3 separate regions of the Sus scrofa genome follow, and regions 2 and 3 are each linked to region 1. Evidence: chromatin contacts called from public HiChIP or PLAC-seq data. All regions are on one chromosome and are shown on one strand. Each heading gives the region's core, a stretch centred on a gene start, on an enhancer-like site or on the middle of the called end of the contact. The rest is flanking DNA. Distances are from core to core; before and after follow the strand shown. Region 1 holds the start of ZNF7 (zinc finger protein 7). Region 2 holds the start of KIFC2 (kinesin-like protein KIFC2). Region 3 holds the start of MFSD3 (major facilitator superfamily domain-containing protein 3).

Evidence for each region. HiChIP or PLAC-seq counts read pairs in DNA pulled down with a chosen protein or histone mark.
Region 2: an H3K27ac HiChIP or PLAC-seq map of alveolar macrophages shows a contact between it and region 1. The contact joins the promoter of KIFC2 here to the promoter of ZNF7 in region 1. A contact is called at or near these places in 1 of 5 promoter capture datasets (liver), 2 of 47 Hi-C or Micro-C datasets (liver and subcutaneous adipose tissue) and 1 of 2 datasets of contacts at active chromatin or transcription factors (alveolar macrophages).
Region 3: a contact with region 1 is called in an H3K27ac HiChIP or PLAC-seq map of alveolar macrophages. The contact joins the promoter of MFSD3 here to the promoter of ZNF7 in region 1. A contact is called at or near these places in 1 of 47 Hi-C or Micro-C datasets (liver) and 1 of 2 datasets of contacts at active chromatin or transcription factors (alveolar macrophages).

What each region holds. Positions count from the first base shown.
Region 1 is chr4:157,799-160,809 of Sscrofa11.1, forward strand. ZNF7 (zinc finger protein 7) reads left to right here and starts at 1,419. Exons shown (of 5, transcript XM_013987971.2): 1 at 1,419-1,531; 2 at 2,958-3,002. The coding sequence starts at 3,000. It overlaps LOC110260418 (a long non-coding RNA gene), which reads right to left and starts at 1,343. Exons shown (of 2, transcript XR_002343668.1): 1 at 195-1,343.
Region 2 is chr4:330,618-333,628 of Sscrofa11.1, forward strand. KIFC2 (kinesin-like protein KIFC2) reads right to left here and starts at 1,604. Exons shown (of 18, transcript XM_021090435.1): 1 at 1,539-1,604; 2 at 1,077-1,176; 3 at 832-913; 4 at 221-373; 5 at 1-65. The coding sequence starts at 317. LOC110255327 (cysteine and histidine-rich protein 1-like) reads left to right here and starts at 1,797. Exons shown (of 2, transcript XM_021090545.1): 1 at 1,797-2,523; 2 at 2,720-3,011. The coding sequence starts at 2,431.
Region 3 is chr4:294,362-297,372 of Sscrofa11.1, forward strand. MFSD3 (major facilitator superfamily domain-containing protein 3) reads right to left here and starts at 1,594. Exons shown (of 4, transcript XM_021090521.1): 1 at 499-1,594; 2 at 27-174. The coding sequence starts at 1,180.

The sequences.
Region 1 (3,011 bases), core at 169-2,668:
CCTGGGAGTGCCCCCCTTCCCTTGAGAGGACCAGGCTGGGGTCCAGGTTTGCAGGAAGACCTCTGGGTGAAAGGCTCCCGCAGGTCAGAACCACTAGGGTGCACAGTGTACCCGCAAGCCCTTGGCTGGGGCTTAGGACCTGGAGGGCAGCTGGGAAGCAGGCATGTCCCTCTCCTTTCCCATTGTCCACTCACGCGTCTGTTGTCTTTGCACAGATGCTCTCTGCGTGCGACCAGGGAGGATGCGGGGGACAGGAGAGTTGCACTGAGCTGCTGAGGAGCAGGGTAGGAAGAGGCAGCACAGGACCACGGGGAGAGGAGGTGGACCCGAGAGCCTGCTGGTCGAATGGGAGCTACGGCTGCCGGCCTACACCATAGCCACAGAGACACCGGATCCTTAATCCACTGAGCCAGGCCAGGGATGGAAACCGCAACCTCATGGTTCCTGGTCGGATTGTTTCCGAAGCCCCACGATGGGAACTCCTGTTGGCTTTTCCTTTCAACCTCACCCAGACGGCCTTTCGGGAGCTGACGCGGCCACTTTCTTCCTCTAGCTGGCTCTGGATCTCACCGGACTCTGAGAGGGACCTCGGGATTTGGATCATCAACCAGTAGGGTGTCAGGGTCTTCGCTGTGCACACTTTCTGTCCTGCCTCCAGGGGTGTGCAGTGTGAACGAGGGTCAGGCCGGGCACAGAGTCAGGCCGCAGCTGCAGACCAGCACTCCAAGGCCCGGAACCGGAGGGGAAGCTGAGGCTCCCAAAGACGCAGGCAGCGCCCTCCTCAAGGCTGCAGGGAGCTGGGCTGCTGAGGGGGAGGCTCCGGTCAGTCCCAAGGAAGCTGAGGTGACCGCTGCCCCCACATACAGCACAGAGAGTGGGTTTGGAAGAACTCCCAGAACAGACGGCTCCGGGGTCCACAAGAAGCTGGGGATGGGTGGGGCGCAGGGAGGAAAAAGTCTGACCTGATCTCAGGGTGCGCCACCTTTGGCCTGGGATCCTACACCATCCAGTATCTCCGCAGGTCCTGAGCTGTCCTGCCCCGAACCCCGCGATGAAGCCGTTCCCCCTGTCCCCCTCCACCCGGGGCACAGCCTGGGTAGGGGCGTCTCTGCAGTCCTGGGCCCAGCGGGTGCTTCAGCAAACCCAGACATAGATCCAATAAGGGGACCAGGGCCCTGGGACTGGTGACCCGAGTTGCGCTGGACTGACCCGGACGACCCTCTCGCTCGCGGGCCGCGTCGCCCGGGTCTGCTCCTCCACCTCCGTTCCTGGGCCTCGGCTCCGCCCCACCGCCCGTCTCGCTGTGACCCCGCCCCTTACCGGGCTACGGCCCCGCCCTCTCGGAGCTGCGTCCTTTCCCGCGACCTGGCCCCGCCCCTGCTCTGGCTCCCGGGAGGCGGGGCTGGGAACCACCGAGTCGCCCGAGCCTCCGAGCTGCCCAGAACGGCCGGAAGTTGTGCGAGAGAGCGGGCGCCCGAGGCCCGTTTCCGGCGTCGTCGCGCTCGTAGAGCCTCGGGCGGCCCTGGGGAGGGTGAGTCGGTGCGACGGACGTGGGTGAGGGTCCGGGCGGCCCACGTGCTCCACGCCCGCGGGCGGGGTGGCTGCCGGAGGGCCCCGCGCCGTCCCGCCTCCGACACTGCGGGCCTTTCGCTCCGCGGGCCTGTCCGCAAAGAAGCACGGGTCGCGCGGGCGTCTTGCAGAGTCCGTGGGCGACTGGCAGGGCGGTGGTCGAGCCTTGGCCGAGGCCGGTGGAGGCGGAAGGTGGAGTCCCGCGGATCCGGCCTCGTGGCAGCCTCGTCACCTTCCCGCCAGGTCTCTGCGTGCTCCAAGGGGCTCTCAGCTTCTTCCTGCACAACCACTCCCCTCTAGGAGCTTTTTATTCCGCCCCTCGAAGACCTAGTGGCAAAACGGCTGTGCCGTGGGTGGGGTAGGCTGTTTACCTTCTCAGAATTCTGGCTGCTGCTCGAGGCCTGCATTTCTCTGCAAGGGACCCAGAAACTAGCACTGGCAGCCACATGTCTCCTGGCCAGGCCGAGATGGGCACCCACCTGGCAGTGGTCACTGCTGACTGGGTCACCCTCGCTGTGCTCACGGCCTGGGGTTTCTGCCCTCAAGTAGTTTTGTTTGTTTGTTTTGGGGTTTTTTTGGACGTGGTGACCAGCAGCTTGAGGTGGGGATCTCAGTTCCCAGACCAGGGGTTGAGCCTGGGCCATAGTGCTAACCACTAGGCCACTAGGGCACTCCCCCTCAAGCCACTTTTTGAGCCAAACGCTCACCTAGGAACCCCGCTTTTCATTCTGACCTCCCTGGGGAGGGGCCAAGTTGTTGGGTGGGGACAGCCTCTTTATCCTCCTGGTTCTTGTCCTTCCTGCTTCCTCTTGATGCCTGTGATCCAGCCCCCCCCCCCCCCCCCCGCCCCGGCTCATTAGCCCTCTTCCTTCCTGCCTCATGCCCTTTGCATGTGCCGTTCCTGCTGCCCTAAGTGGCCTTTTCATCTCCATTATCTTGGCTGCATTAGTGCCAAGGGAGGTGACCCATCAGACGAAGTTGGAGTTTCCAAGTTTAAATGCTTTCAGGGCTCCTTGTACTTCGGTGCTGTTATCACAGGTGTAACTTGGTGTTTGGTGGAGTGGTCATTTAAGTCTTTCCTCCACTAGACTGTTTCATGAAGGCAGAGTCCTTCTTCACTGCTTAGTTGAGCACCTGGTACATGTGCCCCCCCCTTTCGTGTTTCAGAGTGATTTGCACTCTGCGCAAACTCTGAAAGGTGAATGAAGCTTCGAGGGGCAGATAATCAAGTGCCATGGCTGCTTTGGCCCTGCCTCACATCCCTGCCAGAGAACACCTGGGGTTGGAGGTAAAGGATGGGAGAAGGCAGTACCCCCAAGATTAGCCTGGAAATTAGGGCTTGGGGCCTCCAGCACCCTGACCTCTGACCCTTTCATAACTGCCCACAGGTCTCTCGTCCCGGACACGTGGAAGCCCGCCCACCGAGCCTCATGGTAGGAGCC
Region 2 (3,011 bases), core at 354-2,853, 170 kb after region 1:
AGGCTGCTGCCCCTGGTCCTCAACCCTCGGGGAATGGGAAGGGCTTTCCTCTTGGGACGGGGATCCTAGGAGGAGGGGGACCCCGTTAGGACTGAAGAGATCATCGCTGGCCTAAAGGAGAGGGCGCCTGGAGAGCGGGGAAGGGCTTGTGACCTCTCATGGCTGGTCACTCGGTTTCCAGTGGGTGCCACCCCCTCGACAAGCTCCCCCTTCAACTCACTACTCCTTACGCACCAGCCTGAACAGGGGGCTGCACCCCTGAGGCTGGCTGAGTCCCCTGGTGCAGGGCCTGCCTTCCCCTGGGGCTCCGAATCCATGCCAGGAGGGCCAAGAGCTGACCAGTCACCGTCAGCAGTGGGGGAACATCAGCCGGCTGTGAAAGAAACACGAATCAGAGGGAGCAAGAATGAGGGCCCGGAAGGCAGCGCTATGAATGGAGATCAGAGGAAGTGGGGAAACAGCACAGGTCGCTGGAGGAGAAGTCTCCGCTCTGCTTACCTTGCTCAGGTCTGGAGGATTCCCCAAGCTCTCTTCCGCCCCCAGCTGGACTGAGAGGAACTCAGCAAGGCGCACGAGAGCCTCTTCCAGGGAGACCTCGGCGGGAGCGCCTTCGGCTGCCCCTCCCGGGCCACCCTCAGACTCCGAGCAGCCTGTGAGGCCAGGTAGTGGGATGGGTAGTCGTCCTGGGTCACGTGTCAAACGCTAGGCCACCAGCTAGTACCTGCCAGGTCCCTCCCTCCCAAAGGGGTCACAGGCGCCCCAGCATCTCTCCGACGGTGTCACTCCCTCACGGCCCCGGGGAGGCAGCGTTCCTAACGCACCATTACCTACCGACCAGGCCGGTCAGCTCGGTCCACAGTTCTGCGGTGGGCTGGTCGGGGCGGCGGCGACCCCCGGCCTTGCAGCGGACACTCTAGGGAGGGAGCAGGGGGAGCCCCTGAGGAGAGGCCAGGCGGCCTACGGCTGCCTGCCTCGGGGACTGAGCCCGAGGGGTTGGTGCAGGGATCTCAGCTTCCAACATCAGAGACAGGGTCGTCCACATGGTCCCTCCCCCGCGTCAGCGCCCTGGAACCTACGCTGCGCAGGCCTGCAGAACCGTTCCCAGGAGGACGGGGGTCGCCGGCGGGGTTCCCAGGATCGGCGGACGCCGCCGCCCCGCCATCCCTGCGGAAGAGGCTGTAGAAGATGTAGATGAGCAGCGAGTAGAAGGCGTACATGGGAGCGCGGGGCGGCAGAGGGCCCCGCTTCTCGCCGCCCCGCGTCCCCGCGCCCCGACTCCGCGCCCGCCCGCCGCAGAGCCGGTGCGCATGCTCCGGCGGCCGCCCCCTCGGCCCGGCTCCCGCGGGCGGAGGACCGGCGCCCGAGGAAAGGGGCCCAGAGACAGGTGTCCTCGAGGCCGCCACCCTACGTAGCGGAGACCCCGGGCTGAGAGCACCCATAGCCCCCTCATCCCCTCTTCTAGGATCCCTACCAATCCTCTGCGAGGGGCCCCCAGGGCTCTATCCACTGAGAGGCTTCCGCCCGCGCAGGTGTCCCACCTTTCCTACCCTCGAACCTCTTCCTCGGTCGCTCCCCTCCCTTGTCGCCCCGCCCCTCCCTTGTCGCCCCGCCCCGAGAGGCCCCGCCCCTCCCCGCTCCGTCTTCGGGGCCCTTCCCCCTCGTCCCTTCCTCCGCTGCACCCCGCCCCTTCGCCGCCCCGCCCCTCGAGGCTCCTTCCTCAGGCCACTCCCTTCCCCAGACGGGTGGGGTTGCGTGCGGGGAGCGAGGAGACGTCGGCCCTCCTAGCCCCGCCCACCTCTTACAACCGGGTCGCCTCCCCGCCCGCGTCGCCCTGGCCCGCACCCCCCTCCCCCCGCCGCCGCCGCTCTAGCCTCTTCTCCTCTCGTTGGTTGGTAAGGGGTGGCCGCAGGCCGCGCGCGGTAGGCGGGACGGGAGTCGGAGGGCGGTGCGGTGGGCTGGTTTCGGCCTGCTGGTCGCCGCTGCGCCGCAGCCGCGCATCGCAGCGATCTGAGTGCTCGCACGGCTGCTGTTTCCACGCCGGGTGCCGAGGACGGCTCCTCCCTAGGCGCAGGGGCCGGGCCGAGTGGGTCTGCGCTCGCCCTGCGCCCCTCTCCGCGCCCCTACCCCTGGCCCTGCGCCCCGACTTGGGTTCCAGGGCGCTAGAGCTAACGCCCACCCGGTCCAGGCCCCGCTCCGTGTTTTCCCTTCTTTTCCAGCCGATGTAGGTTCTCCTTCCCCACGGTTGTGTCCAGTGGCCTCAGGGCTCGGGAGTTTCGGTTGAGCCTACTCTACCGTTTAGTAATGGGACTCTGGAACCTGGGAGGCCCGGAGAGCCGCCCTTAGGGGCTCCCTGTCGCCAGCCTCCACCTTTTTCTCCAAAGTTGAGGATCCTTTTCCTGTCCCCTCAAACTCACTACCGCCAGAGGTGCCATGGCCTCCAGGCCATGGAGCGAGTGGAGCGCTTCCCTGTCCCACCTGGTACTGGGAACGGTGTCTCTGCATGCGGCGGTGAGCACTGCCCAGGTGAGTACCCTGGGGCGGGGCAGGGGCATAGCCCACTCCCAAACCCAAAAGACCTAGCCAGTTTCCTGAATCAGCGAGAGGGTGGTGGGAGGTAAGCATGGAGGCCGGGCTTCTGTGAGTACCCCAAACCCTTCCCTGCTTAAAGGAAGGTCCTGGCCTCTTTTCCCTACATCTCCCCCCTTCCCTGTGTTGACAGGCAAGTCGAGGGGCCGCTGCTGGCTTCCTGCTCCAGGCCTTGGCCGCTGCCACCACGCTGGCCCCAGGGCTCCGCACAGATGAAGACTGTCTTGCTGGAGCCTGGGTGGCCACTGTCATTGGCCTGCCCCTTCTGGCCTTTGATTTCCACTGGATGAATGGGGACTGCTCTTCTGCCAATCTGCTTCTAGGAGGAGGCATGGTGCTGGCAGTGGCTGGTGACCACCTTGGTGCCGAGGGCCGCTCTGTGGCTGGCCAGGCGGTGGTGCTGGTGGTTGCGGTGACCATCCTCA
Region 3 (3,011 bases), core at 344-2,843, 140 kb after region 1:
GGCAGGGCAAGCTGAGGGGGACGCACCGGTGCCTGGCCAGCAGGGCGCCACCCAGAGATGAGCCCACAATGGAACAGACCACAGCGCCCACGCCATTCCACAGCCCCAGCTCTGGGGTAGAGACGCCACAGTCCAACAGGAGGAGTGGGAACAGGCTGCTGGTGCCCTGCTCACCTGCAAAGAGAAAATCAGCAGGGGCAGCCTGCTTCCCTCTCCATTGTGCTTCCCCAACCCTGCTTCTGCCTCAGGCTACAGGTGCCAGAAGCTGGGGCTGGGCATTGGCTGAGCTCAGGGTCAGCAGGGAGTAGAGAGGCTTTGGCAGGGGGCAGTGTGGCTGGAGCTCAACAGCTGTGGAGCTGGACCTGCCGGACAAGAAGCGAGGCCACTGGGCTCCAGCCTGCAAGTCGTACTCCAGAAAGAAGGAAGGCAGTCCCACAAATGGGCCCCATAGTCATGGGGACCCACCTGGAGCTCCCCCAGGCTCCCGCCCCTACTCACCCAGCTTGTAGGAGAGCACAAAACCTGCCATCCACAGGGTCCCAGGCACGGCCAGCAAGTGCTGCTGAAGGTGCAGCGTGTGTCGGCGGGGTTCTGATGGCTGAGGCGCAGGAAGCTGTTGCAGGGCCGGTGCAGCCCAAGCCAGGGCAGCAGCCAGCCAATAGGTGGCAGCCAGGAGCAGAAAGAGCAGGGGCCAGGAGAGGGTGGGCAAGAGGGTCAGCAGTCCACCCCCAGCCAGCACCGCCCCCAGCTTGTAAGCCACCACCTGCACCGTGTTGCCCGGCCCCAGCTCTGCCGGCTCCAGGAGCTGCATCGCCAGTGTGTCCAAGGCCACATCCTGTACAGCTGCAGCCAAGTTCAGTAGCAGAAGTAGCCCTGCCACAGTAAGAGGCAGCCCAGACTGGCCAGCTTCAGCAGGAGGCAGAGCTGCCAGCAACCCACACAAGAGGCCAAGAGCTGCTGTGCTGAGCGTCAGCCAGGCCCTCGGAGAGCCCCGAGCGTCCACCAGCGGGGCCCACACGAGCTTGAACAACCACGGTGCATACAGCACTTTGGCCAGTCCCACGTGTGTCAGGGACAGACCGCGAGCCCGCAGCAGCACCGGCAGAAGGCCAGACTGCAGCCCATAGGGCAGGCCCTGCACCAGGTAGAGGCTGGCAAGCACCAGCAGCTTCCCGTGCATGGCCAGGAGAGCGGGGACATGGGCCCAGGCTCTGGTGGCTGGGGCTGGGTTCCAGGCCCGGCCGCGGTGGGATCAGAGGGGGCTGGGCGGTTCGGCGTGGGGTCTGGCCAAGATTTTTTTTAAGGCTGGCGTCGGCACCTGCGCGCTGGCGTCCTCGGGGGCGTCAGTACGCGGAAGGACCGCGAGTCGGCCACGGCGGTGCTCGCCGCCCGGCTCGGGACCGGGCCGCGCAGGCGCCGCGGAGAGACGCGGTGGCCATAGAGGGCGCGAGCGGGCTAGAGTGCCAGCCGCCCTCGGGCGCCCCCGGTGGTCAACCTGGCGGCGGCCGGGGTCAGCTTTGGCGCCAGGGGCACCAGCTTCCAGGGTGAGAAGCCTCGAAACCCGCGGCCCAGCCAGGTGCCTCGCAGAGTTAACAGATCCAGTCCCAAGACTGGCTGGACCCAGAAAGTGCCTCCTAGTGTCTCACCTGGAGCCTGGTGGCTGCAGTGTCCACTGGGTCGCTCAGTGGCGCCTGCAGAGGAGTTGGCCTCTTAAGGCCACTACCTTCTTGTGCTTCTGCTGTTGGACCCCTCACCCGCTGGTTTCAGTGCCCTCCCCAGCCTGCAGAAGGTGGTGAAAGGGAGGAAGTTCTTGGGAGAAGTCTGAGCCGCAGTTCAGCACAGGATGCAGCCAGCTGCTGCCGGAATCGCCCTCTAGTGTCCAGTGACAAGGCCAGGAGAGCCTATGTGGGGCCAGCTTGGCTCCAGCCAACCTTGGCTGAGGGAGAGGCCAATCTGAGGGGAAACGTGAGCTTCGTGAGCGGTCTCACACAGCCGTTCCTGCCCAGAGCTGTGCCATGTGGGGTGCCTGAGGACCAGAGGAGGTAGTGAAGCATGGGCAGAGCTGGAGCTTTGGCCAGTACTGTCTCGGAGCCTGTGGCTCCATGAAGCTGGCCCACCCCCTAGACCAACACACAGGCACTTGATCCAACACACTCCTTCCCCTGCTGAGGCCACTTTGAGTTTCTTGTCATTTCTGCATAGGTGGGGGGCCCAGGTTTCCTCACCTATAAAATGGGGACTGCAATGCCCACCACAGAGGCCCGTTTGGACAGGGATCCACGGCGGTGTCTGGCCTGCTCATCCCCGTGTTCCAGGTTCAAGGACACAAGGTCGCCCCCGCACCTGGCTGTCCAGGTGTCCCCCGGCCCAGCGCTCCACAGGGCACCTCCTCCTAAGCATCTAAGGTGTTCTCCTCCCCCAAACCGGCCCTCCAGTGCTCCAGCTTGGGAGGGGCTGCCCCCTCATGGCTTCCCAGCCACGGACTGTGTTAGCACAGGGACGTCACGCACACCACACTGGGACCACCACATGGCAAAGGAGCTGGGCTTGCTCTTCCTCCTGTCCCTGCTCTTGGCACCGCTGCTCCTCCTGCGGTCCCACAAGCGCACCACTGCCATTTGCCCAGTTAGGAAAACCAAGACTCCCTCTTTGAGCCCTCACGACCCCTTGAGTTTTTCTGTTCATTTGCTTGTCTTTTGAGGGCGGCACCCACACCAGTTCCCAGCTAGGGTTTGAATCAGAGCTACGGTTGCTGGCCTACACCACAGCCACAGCAACACCAGATCCAAGCCGCATCCGCCACCTATGCCACAGCTCACGGACAACTCCGAATCCTTAACCCACTGAGTGAGGCCAGGGATTGAACTCACGTCCTCATGGATACTAGTCAGGTTTGTTACCATTCAGCCATGATGGGAACTCCATGGTCCCCCGTTTCCTGCTACTCACCCCATGCAGCCTAGTCCACCCTATGGCTTAACATGTTCCCTAGGCTGCCAGGGACAAGGTGG